Regions from separate parts of the Mus musculus genome. Here regions 1 and 2 are each linked to region 3. The links are chromatin contacts, called in public promoter capture Hi-C maps. All regions are on one chromosome and are shown on one strand. The core of a region is the stretch at or near the end of the contact, and the rest is flanking DNA. Distances in the headings are between cores, read along the strand shown. Region 1 holds the start of Epb41l2 (erythrocyte membrane protein band 4.1 like 2). Region 2 overlaps Akap7 (A kinase (PRKA) anchor protein 7). Region 3 holds the start of Arg1 (arginase, liver).

The links. Promoter capture Hi-C pulls out the DNA fragments that hold promoters and counts their contacts.
Region 1: a contact with region 3 is called in a promoter capture Hi-C map of hematopoietic stem and progenitor cells. The contact joins the promoter of Epb41l2 here to the promoter of Arg1 in region 3. A contact is called at or near these places in 5 of 39 promoter capture datasets (the 3T3-L1 cell line, cranial neural crest, hematopoietic stem and progenitor cells and 2 more) and 2 of 115 datasets of contacts at active chromatin or transcription factors (bone marrow-derived macrophages and microglia).
Region 2: a promoter capture Hi-C map of embryonic stem cells shows a contact between it and region 3, with 16 read pairs. The contact joins the enhancer-like site here to the promoter of Arg1 in region 3. A contact is called at or near these places in 13 of 39 promoter capture datasets (the 3T3-L1 cell line, 3T3-L1-derived adipocytes, the C10 cell line and 6 more), 5 of 115 datasets of contacts at active chromatin or transcription factors (craniofacial prominence, embryonic basal ganglia, embryonic limb bud and 2 more) and 4 of 9 other capture datasets (adipose tissue, embryonic stem cells, liver and 1 more).

The regions. Positions count from the first base shown.
Region 1 is chr10:25,357,671-25,361,454 of GRCm38.p6, reverse strand. Epb41l2 (erythrocyte membrane protein band 4.1 like 2) reads right to left here and starts at 1,657. Exons shown (of 20, transcript NM_001199265.1): 1 at 1,474-1,657.
Region 2 is chr10:25,183,575-25,187,221 of GRCm38.p6, reverse strand. All of the region lies in intron 7 of Akap7 (A kinase (PRKA) anchor protein 7), which reads left to right. Among named protein-coding and RNA genes, the nearest start is that of Gm36313, 31 kb to the right of the region's middle. Within about 2 kb of position 2,116, at least 19 of the 459 cell types and tissues checked have an H3K27ac peak or open chromatin away from gene starts, as enhancers often do. A contact at or near this core is called in embryonic stem cells, where this site is marked.
Region 3 is chr10:24,925,016-24,929,023 of GRCm38.p6, reverse strand. Arg1 (arginase, liver) reads left to right here and starts at 1,554. Exons shown (of 8, transcript NM_007482.3): 1 at 1,554-1,712. The coding sequence starts at 1,656. It overlaps Gm40616 (a long non-coding RNA gene), which reads right to left. Exons shown (of 4, transcript XR_001779741.2): 2 at 3,207-4,008; 3 at 1,251-2,062.

The DNA.
Region 1 (3,784 bases), core at 408-2,907, 430 kb before region 3:
AGCCCTAACAGGTGACATAGCCTTTCTCTCTCTCAAAGTTATGTCAAACTAGCAACCTGAGGGGGCTGCTGGTGCCTACCAAGATCCAGGATAACATTGCAAGGCAGCCCACCAGGGGCTGCAAGACAAACCAGATTTCTCACAGCAGGAGCCTGCAAACAAACTGAATAGCACAGGAAAACCTGTACAAGCACTGCAACTTCTAAACTTCATCTCCCACAGCCAAGAAACGGATCGAGTTTTCCTCAAATCCACGGGAATGTCTGACAGGGTAGACTAAAATGTTGCTAATGCAGCGTGATAAGGCAATGAAGAATACAGAGATAATGAACTCCCAGAAAGAAAGAAAGAAAGAAAGAAAGAAAGAAAGAAAGAAAGAAAGAAAGAAAGAAAGAAAGAGAGAGAGAGAGAGAGAGAGAGAGAGAAGAAAAGAAAAGAAAAGAAGAAAGACAGACAGGAAGGACTGAAGAAAAATGAGTGGAGAAAACTGAGACCGTTTTTGTTTTGTTTTGTAGCTAATCACAGAAACAAGAACATACTGCCCTGCACACCCCACATTTCACATGCAACAAAGTTCAAGAAACAGAGAGAATCTTGATTCCCAAAGGAGGAAATGTAAGTACAACTCCCCTAGATGCCACCGTGCCTACCACTCTCCCAGGAACCTTAAAAATCAGGGACAGCTGTTCAGGTGACAGATTTTCTGAAGGGCTTCCTCATTTTGTAAGGAAGCTCCACGGAGACCACTCCCCAAAATAAGACACCGGGGGAAGAGGGCGCTCTTCTAACTTCACCCCAAATAAATAAATAAAACTTGGCCCCGCCTGAGGCTGGCGTCTGGGGACATTTAATGACTAACGTCCACCGCAGACGTCTGGGGTTGAGGATGGGGGATCCCGAGATGCCAACCTCAACGCCACCGACTCGGTTATTTCCTCCTCGTAGCCCCTGACCTGCAGCTCACCTAAACTGCTCCCACCCCTCAGCTGCCAGCGCCGAGAAAAAGAAGCCATCGGGGGCGGATGGCCTGGTGTCCGAGCTGGAAGGCTCGCCGCAGAAAACGTGCGAGGGTGTCTGTCCTCAGCTCCAGACCGCACAGTGGGCGGCGGGGACAGAGGGTCGCCCGCGTTGGCCCGACCTGCGGCGCGCGTGGGGCTGGGTGGCTGGCGGGGCGCGCTCCCTCCCCGACTCCCGCAGAGCCCACGCGCGCCGCGGGCCCGCGTCTGGCGACCCTCGGGAGAGAGGGCGCGGCGAGCCCCCGGCACCCAGGATGGAGCCGCACGCCTCGGCAGGGCCGGGGCGCGAGAGCCCGGGGACGCCGCCGCGGTCCCCGCCCGGGAAGGAGAGAGACGGGCCCGCGGCCGCCCCCTCCCCCGCCCGGGATGGCCGTCCGGGCTTCCTGCCGGGGTCCGCTTCCCGCCTGCAGCGTGTCAGGACCCCGCCCGCCACTCCGCAGCCCGCTCGCCTCCTTACCCGGACACCGCCCCTCTCGAGCTTGCTCGCCCCGGGAACGCGTCCCGTTCCAGCCTCGGACGCCGCCGGCCCTCCGCACCCGCCGCCTCCACCCTCCTCTGGGTTTCAAATTGAAATTCCCTGACTGGGGCCGTCAGAGAACTCTCCGCGCAAGCCCCGCCCCCTCCTGGCGGAAGCCCCGCCCTCGTCCCCCGCCCGGCACGCCCCGGGCGCGGAAACCCCCGCGGGCAGGCCACGCCCCACGGCCAAAGCCACGCCCCCGGCGCCTGCTGGCGTGGGAGGGGGGCCTTCCCGAGGGGTTCGCGCGGCTCTCGGGCCCAGTGCCCCGCCGCAGGGGTGCGTTTCGCCCTCGGAGCGACCCTGGAGATAATGACAGCCAGTGCACGTGTGCGAGGCGTTCTTTCTGAGTATCTTGGCCTTAAATGCCCTCTCAACTTCGAAAAGTTCTTTCTTCGGAGTGCTTTCACTAACCAAACCTTCACTGGATGCCTTTTTCGTGGTAGACGGTAGAGCAGGTCCAGGAAACCGAATAAGGAAAGCCGGGTCCCCCCTCAGTCTGCAGTGAAAGAAGTGCTTTCACAGGATAGGCTTGAAAAGAATCCATTTATTCTTCCTGTGGGAGAGGCAGGAGAGATTGGGTAAACCCTGTGGAGGAGAGGCGCTTTGATGCTCAGCCTTACTAGTCAGGATATCTCCCGGCAGAGAATTGAGAACCTAGCTTGCAAAGTATAATGGGGATAAGGCAGTGACAAAAAATTAAAATAAAAAAATACACACACGTGATATGTATATATTATATATATGAATGATATAGATAGATAGATAGATAGTGGTAAGTTTTACACATTAGTACAATTAGACCTCAATCTCTTCTACTTATTTCATCTTTTCTGAGCATTGCATGTCAAGCTGTCAGAGTGGCAGCCCACTGCCTCCAGCATCTTCAACCCCACCCTGTGTTCTTCTAGTCATTTGCTTCCTCCCACCTCTAATAAAATCTTTAATGATTCACCTCTGCCAATTTCCTTCCTAAACATTGTAAAATTAGCAAGATCAAATTAACCATCAGTAGCAATGCCTTGCGTGTGGATACTTCCCAGGTAATGGCACACATGCAGGTGTTTTATCAGCTGGTTCCTCGCTATGAAAAGGGTACCTACATCAAAAAGAAAAGAGTTGGGGAAATAAATTACTTGCTAGAATCATCCTTGTAAATAATAAAATTATTGCTATAATAGCATTTGTTGTGTGTCAGGAACTTGAGTTGACTTAGTTGACTTCAGTCCCAGACGCTAAGAACACAAGGAGAGTTTGATAAGCTGTTTAATGAATACTGGAATCCTGATTACATACATTTCTAGCATAAAGAAGGCTTGGAATAATTGGTGTTGCTTTTCTGTTGCTATGAGGAAATGCCTGAAACAGATAACTTTGAAGAGATTTCCTCATGGCGCCATAGGCTTCTGTCCTTGGTCACCCAGTCCTTTACTTTGAATGGGTGGCAAGGTATCACGGCAGGGACCACATTGAGCAAACTACCTCATGGAATCTGAGAAGCAAGAATTGAGAGACTGAGGTCCTAATATACCTTCCACTGACATATACCCAGTGACCTAACCTCCTCCAACTAGGTCTCACATGCAAAAGTTCCCACCTCCCCACAGTATCATTAACTGGGGACCAAGCCTTTCAACCCAAGACCTTCAGGGAAATAATTAAGACCTGGTCCACAGAGGCAGCTCCCATAAACCAAACTTCAAGATCCAGTACTTTCCAAGACATTGAAATTAAATATCTGTAATTTGGATTCCATACTAAGAATAAGACATATTTCATTTTTGTTTGAGACAGATGTTCACCATGTTGATCATGTACTGGCTGGTTTGGTGTGTCAACTTGACTCAAGCTGGAATTACCACAGAGAAAGGAGCCTCCCTCGAGGAAATGCCTCCATGAGACCCAGCTGTAAGGCATTTTTTCAATTAGTGATCAAGGGGGAGGGCTTATTGTGGGTGGCGTCATCCCTGGGCTGGTAGTCCTGGGTTCTATAAGAAGGCAGGCTGAGCAAGCCAATAACATCCCTCCATGGCCTCTGCATCAGCTCCTGCTTCCTGACCTGCTTGAGTTCCAGTCTTGACTTCCTTGGTGATGAACAGCAGTATGGAAGTGTAAACTGAATAAACCCTTTCCTCCCCAACTTGCTTCTTGGTCATTATGCTTGTGCAGGAATAGAAACCCTGACTAAGACAACCACACTTGCCTAGAGTTCCTGGGCTCAAGTGATATTCCTACCACATGTAGCTAAGACTAC
Region 2 (3,647 bases), core at 867-3,366, 260 kb before region 3:
GCAGTGTGGAGCAGTAGGAAGCAGAGGCAGGTGGCTGGTGCAGCGGAGGTGGGGACAGTGACCAAATTGCTCTGTCCCCTTAGTGAAAATTTCATTTAATCTCTAGCTGTCCTCCTGGGAGAACCTAACAGGTGCATCTGGCCAACGGATAAATTTGTGAGCCTCAGCCTTTGTATCACCAATCTTAATGAGGAGGGGTAGGGTTGAAGCTGAGACACCACAGCTTCATAACAGACCCATACTTGTTGTCTATGCTTTAATAACATCTATGGTTTTCTTTGCTCTAAGATGAACATTTAGTTTATGCTCATTTGTAGTTCTTATTTCTTTGGAGACTAAAGTACTAATCATATTAAACAATGATGTGAGCTTTTTAAGAAAATTGTAAAATTTGTAGTTTGAATAAAAACATTTCAAAGTCTATAAAAATGTGACTGTTTCAAAATAGGCATGATATATGGAAATTCAAATTAGTTAATGTTTCTAAGGAAAAGCCTAATTTACATATATTTAACAAACTTGAGTGTTATGTCTGGCCAGTAGATCACAACCTGGGTTCTAGCCTGGAAAGGCATTTTGGAAACCAAGAGAAGAGGGGCTGGGCTGTGCGAGATAAGGAAGGAACCAAGACAAAGCTCTCTGCTCAAGGTTTAATTTTTACTATTTCGGCACTCAGTTATAAAGGAAGGGGGAGGGGCCCAATTCCCGCCAAATAATCTTGGGGTCCAGTAGCAGGGTGATCACGTGATGGCACCAAACAGCAAAGCGGCAGGTTCCAGCAGTGGGCGTGGCAGAACGATTGAGCGGGAAGCTCCACCCATGAGCAAGCAGGTTTTAGGCTGGGGGAGGGGAGACTACACTTAAGATGCACAGATTGTTACTTATTTTTTAGTTAACGGACTGAATTGTGGGTTTAGTTACAGCACTGGTGTATGTGTGTATATCTGTTGTTCATATTCACCCCATTTCCCCCTCATTGGCTATCTCCGCTGGTCATCTTTCTTCCCCTTCATGAAGAGAACAAATTACTTAAAAGCTAGTTTGTCATAGATTCGTAAGTACTATTTTTAAATGCCTTATGCACACTCTATAGTCTTGTTTATGCTGTTTGGAGGGAATGGTGGATAGCCCTTAAACTAGTCCCTGTATTTTGTATTAAGGATACAGCTACTAGCCCCTGCTGTGGGGACCAGCTAGTGAGCGGGTGGGTACTTAGGCCTATGGCCAGTGCAGATCAGCACTGAGAACAATAGACTGCCCTTTGTCAGGGCTAAAGGAACTGAAGGCTCATGGCAGGACCTAAGGCAGCATTGGCTAAAATAGCTAAAAGTCTGAGGAATTCTGGGAGGTGCCTGGGAACCAGTTAGAGTAAAAACAGGAGGGACAATGAGGAGCTAACATATCAAGACAGCGTCTTACTGAAAATGGAAGATCTATGAGAAGACTCATTGGCTGATGAGCACAAACAAGACAGCCTGCCTGAACATTGTCGGCACTCTACCTCTCCCTACGTTCAGTCATGTGCACACACGTGTGTCCATTTGTGTGCTCATGTGTGTCCATGTGTATGTGTGATGGCTTTTTTTTTTTTCTTTTTAAGACAGGGTTCCTATCTTGGGGCTCATTCAGTGTGGCAAGATTGAATGGCCACCTAGCCGCCGCAGGAGTCTTGCCTGTTTCTGTGTCTTCAGTGCTGAGGTCATGAATGTGTGCAGCTTCCTCGGCACTTTTGTGTGGGTTCTGGGGGTTGAACTAGGCTCCATGTGCTTGCGTGGCACCCACTTACCACTAACCACTAACCACTAACCACTAACCACTAACCACTAACCACTAACCACTTACTTATGGTGAGTGGCCATATCCCCAACCGTTGCCTTCTCAGCTTTTGCTTGGTGTTGACTGTGGCTCCCAGCGGCTTCTCTGTTCTCACGCTTACTGGCCTCACTGGTTTATGGAGGTGGGACTTCCCTCAGCTCTGGGAAACAAAGAGTTCTTCTCTCCTTCCCACATAGAAGATCAGGAGCTGCACCTGAATGGCCAGTGTGCCATTGCTGCCCTCTCCTACAGGGCTCCTGGAGAGCTATTGAGCGGTGCTGCTATGGCCCACAGGGTAACCTAGGGGAAGTTTTTAACAGCTCTGTAGGAGCTCTGTAGAAAGGGAGGGGAGCCAGAACACACAGGTAGAAGTGGAGTGAGCCTAATAATCTTGTTTGCTTAGTGAAAGGGTGGGAGGAAGGTATGGAAGGAGATTGGGAGGGATGTGACCTCAAGCCCTGTGCAGCTATGAGCGAGCCTGATCCTGAATGCTCTTTGGGCTCCTGGCATAATCACTATACTGCTGCTTTCCTCTGAGTTTGAGGACACGAGGAATCCCATGGCTCCCTGATCCACCCCTCTATGACCTGGGCTCTTCCCTGGTCTTTACTTGTTTATTAAAATTTTCTTTTTATTGGTCCTGATTTTTTCTTTTATTTCTAGGTTAACTCTACCACTGTGTTTTTATGCTAATAACGATATCAGATCTTTTGGGAATTTAGTAGAAAGGCGTGACTAGCTGTCAGGAAGCCTTGTGATGGAAGGTGTGTAGCGATTGCCAAGAAGATGAGAGAAAGCTGGGGTGACTCTGATTGAATGGCTGTGGCATTTATCATGAATGCATGACACCGGTCTTGTAGTAGTAGGCATGCTCTTTGGGGAGTTGCATGCAAACCGAACCTGATGGGCTTATTCTTACGATGCCGCATGTTTGAGTTTAGTGCATCTAGACACTGAAAGCCATCTGTACCCTGCTATTCCTGATGCAGTTTGTTTATACGTCTGCTGGACACCTTTTGCAAGATGAATTAATTTACAGTACTTCTCTAAACCACAATGGGACATTCTTCAATTGTAAAGGAGTGTACTTTAAGCTGCACAGAACAATACAGAGCATTGCTAGAAGCAGCTACACTCACTGCTACACTACCTGTCCATGCACTAGAAACTTCTTGTTTGCAATTATTTCCATACCTTTTAAGACAACTTTTAAAGAGCATTTAAGAAATAGTGATGGCTCCGTGTACTGGTTAAGACGGCGTGCTGCTCTTGTGCAGGACCAGAGTTCAGTTTCTAGCACTCAGGTTGGAGAGCCGACAATTGTCTGTATGTCAGCTCATGTGAATCCCAAACTCTCTTCTTGGCTCTGCAGGCACTTGCATTCAATACACCCTGCCCCCTCACATATGCACACAATTAAAAATAAAAATCTTTTAAAACGACAGAAAAAAAATGAAAGTGCTTACTATTCAGTTGCTGCCTTTAAAAAAAAAAATCTTTATTTTCATAATCGCCCTGCACTGCAGAGCTGCTGTTATCTGTACTGTGTAAAGAGTGGGGCAGAGGAAGGCTGAGTGGCTTTCACAGGGACCCAGGTATGCCATTCTGACCCTGTCACTTGAGAAAAGGCATAAACATATTTTATGATTATATGTCTCAGTGTAGAGTGAAAAGGACTATAGTATGTATAGTTGTATAAAGTACTAGATAGAGACTAGCATTGTGGTACAATGTCAAAAGTGTGATGTGTTAGAGCCAGGCTGATCTGTATTTGAGTAACAGCTTTGGCAGGTTTTAGAAATGTAGAGCTAGGTAGGTCTCCTGGTTTCCAG
Region 3 (4,008 bases), core at 305-2,804:
ACACAAAGAAAACATGTCTCCAAAAAGCAAACAAAAATGTAGAGGTGCACATTTGGGATCTGGGAGCAGGTAAAACTTAAATTCCTAGCTAGCTTCAAATATATAGGAAAATTCTATCTTACATAAATCAATTTTTTAAAAAAATCTATAACCGTATATCAGAAAAACATAGTAAGATGAAAAATATATTTGAAAAGGAGGTATCAAAATGGTCCTGAGGGACTTTGGCTTCTTGATTTATTCATTCAATAAATGCAATACATTTATTCAATCAATAAGTCAATGTTTATTTTGTACTGAACGATTCTATGTACTGATGGTAGAGGGAACAGAATCTTTCTTGAGGTATTAAAATTCTGGGTGCTTTTTGTCCTCACAAGGTTAAAGAAATTTACTTCTGACATGTGGGTTTTCTTTTTAAAATTATAATCATGTAACTTTGTAACTGGGAGAATACTTGGTTGTGTTTCTTCTAAATTAATACTTTTAAAAATATTTCTTTAGTGTTGGGGGTGGCTTTACACAGGGACCGGACCACATCACCCACGTGGAGGTCAGAGATCAACTTGGAGGAGTTGACTCTTTCCTTGCACCAAATGGGTTCTTCGGGTCAAACTCGGGTCATCGGGCTTGGTGTTACCGGCTGGCCTCTCTCATCTGCCCTAGATCTCAGGGGGCCCTGCTGACACTCTGCTGGTGTGTAGATTAGAATCGCGGCAGCTCGGCGGGTGCAGAATGCCCATTGCTCCGTTTCGATTCTTCTGCAACCTGTATGTGACTAGCAACCTCACCAAGCTGCAGTCTCTTCCTGGGCAAAACAGCATAAGAATGATTCTCAGTCTGAAGTTAGTTTAAAGAGGAAACAGGAAGCGAAAGAACATTAACTAGAATAGCACTTGGCACACGACAAAGACAACTCATATTAGCTAGTTTGCTTTCCCTATCTTGGGATATCATGATTCCAAAAATGAGATTTTCCTGGAGACTGTATTTCAAAAATAGAACTGCTTTGGGTTGTCAGGGAAATAAATGATGCCTTCCTGTAAATAATAATAATAATAACAACAACAACAATATAAAACAAAAACCAGCCCCATGCTTTCCTAGACAGTGTAACCTGGTGACACATGAAATGTGTCTCACTTTCCCCAGAACTTGAAGCCTTGACTCAGGATGCTCAACAGGAGGGAAGTAAGAGACACCCCCCCCACCCCCTCACCCCCCCCCCCCACTTGCTGTTTTAGCCTCACCTTGCAAGTCCCCAGTGGACTTAAATCCTGGAAAAGGTGAGCACCCTGCCCTGAGGTGCCCAGGCCGGAAGCCTAGCACTTCACATGAGGTTATGAAATCACACATAATTGTCAATTGTCTGAGGAGAGATTAATGTCATCCAGCTGGCTTTTTCAAAAGGGTGTGAACTGGACGGATGAATAATGCTCAGAGGGAAGAATGGTAGTTCCTCTGATGGGGAGGTTCTGTTGACTCTGTCATTCTTCCATTCGGTGGGCGGAGCCAGTTGTTGGATAAACAGATCCAACCTGATTATAAGGGGGGAAAAAGATGTGCCCTCTGTCTTTTAGGGTTACGGCCGGTGGAGAGGAGCTGGACAGCCCGAGCACATGCAGCAGCAGCAGCCGCTGGAACCCAGAGAGAGCATGAGCTCCAAGCCAAAGTCCTTAGAGATTATCGGAGCGCCTTTCTCAAAAGGACAGGTGAGTTTGGCTTTGAATGACTGGAATTTATTGGGAAGTGTTACATTTTAACACTTGCCAGGCATCGTGGTCTAGCTGCAAGCTGGAAATGTTACATTCTTAACACTTAACAGGCGTTGCCTTGGGGCTACAAGCTTCCCAGCACCATCTGGGCTCCAGGTGCTAGAGCTCAAGTCTCTTCACCACTGTGTGGCATAGTATGCTTGCCGACTTTTGGATCCTGCCAAAGTCCATTTCAAGACAAAGAGTCACTACAAAGCTTGAAGAAAAACCCTCTGGATGTAGATCACCTGTGTCTGGGCTGCAGTTTCTCTCATAGTTACGGTGGCTCTTGGTGCTTTTGATGTTTTCTGAGTATGGAGTGAGAGATTGTAAGAAAACACATTAGTCTGGTTACGTAATTCATGCTTAGAAAAATGTAATGGGTGGTGGTAGGTAGCCTTTAGGCTTGTTTTAATTTGGATAACTTAAATAATAGAGCTTTTGCAAGTTTGCGAAGAATTCATGGTATTTTGAGCTTAATGATTTTGAGTATTAGTTGGGGGGGGGAGATGGGGGGGGAGGTGGGGGGTTTACATCTCTCTTTAAGGAGAACAAATAAAACAATACATCAGGTCTGCACGACTAATGGATCCATAAATCTCTGCCTAGCCCGCCTAAGTGACTCACGCATGTCAGCACTGCCTAAATGCGCTCCTCATTCCCCGTCTGCGTGGATACGCTCAGGCTGCTAATTAGAATGAGATAGCAGGATGCCTTAGGCTCCAACTCTCTGTGTTTAAAAAGGACGGGGGGAATCCAAGCCAAGCAAGGTGGTGTGTGACTCCTGGGTCCTTTTGTTTTACGTGGGGTCTTTCTCTTGGCTTTTAGACTCAGGCAGCCTTTAGCCTTTTAAACTGTGGAACCTAAAGATATAATCTGCCCCCCGCCCCCCCCCACACACACACCCTCTTCACTATACAAATTGTGGAAGGTTGGAGACCCAGACTGTATTTGGTATCAGTAATAGCATTTCACCTTCTATGGAAAAATCTCCACAGAGCTCTCCCAGAACACTAGAATATGGGGGTATTTTGTTGATTCATGATGCCTTTAAAACCACAATATGGCCGGGCGTGGTGGCGCACGCCTTTAATCCTAGCACTCGGGAGGCAGAGGCAGGTGGATCTCTGAGTTCGAGGCCAGCCTGGTCTACAAAGTGAGTTCCAGGATACCCAGGGCTATACAGAGAAACCCTGTCTCGAAAAACCAAAACAAACAAACAAACAAAAAATCACAATATGGGTCTGGATAAGTGGCTCAGTGGTTAAGAGCACTTGCTCCTCTTTGAGAAGACAAGGGTTCAGTTCCCATCCCCCACACCAGACGGCTCACAGTTGCCCATAGCTCAAGTTCCAGAGAACTCAGCACCATGTTCTGCCTCCATGAGCCACCCCCACATGCACACACACATAATGAAGCAAACATTTAAAAAAAAATCCATAATATGCTTACCTGTTCTTTTGTTTTAAAATTTTTACTTTTCTTCTTAAGTGTGTGTGTGTGTGTTTATGTCTTCAAGATTCATATACATTCAGGCACTGGGCCATCTCACCAGCCCTTCATTTATCCTTGAAATGGTTTATAAAACAGACTTGAAAATGATGACAACAACAACAACAATTAAAAAAAAAAAAAGAGGGAGGGAACCCAGGAGGACAGCAGGAAGGAAACAGACTTTGGCCTCTGGGCATCAGCAGAGGCCACCATCATGGTCAAAGCCCTTTTAGGAGACTCTGTCTTCAAATGCCATCTGCTGCCCTCTCCCAGTCTCAGGCAAGCTCCTCTGACAGAGATTCCCCTTAGCTGTGGGCAGGAGCCTGGAGTTCATTGTGTCAAGCCTGTAAGAACAGCGGCATATTTTCCTGTAGGAAGCCATTTGGCAGAGGGTGAAACTGTCAACACATATACATAGTTGGCCTACCTAGGCCTACCTAAGTGTGGTAGAAGTTTGACACTCGGGCAAAAGGAAGAGTAGAGGGAAGACAAAAGTTTGAGTCTGAGAACAACCCCATTCTCTGCCTCACCTCATTTCGGGACACTAACTGCAAAGTGAGAGGCACTGTTTTCATCTTGTGGTTGACTTAGCCAAGGCGTAGAGAACTCTGCCCATTTACTCAGTCATGGACTCTTCACCGTGTGCTTGCTTCCAGGCAGGATTGTTTTATTCCAAAGCTTGTGCTCAGCTCTAGAGGAAATCTTTACCTGTGGCCAGTAAGGGGCTGGGCATGACACGTTAAATAGTCAGGGATGCTAA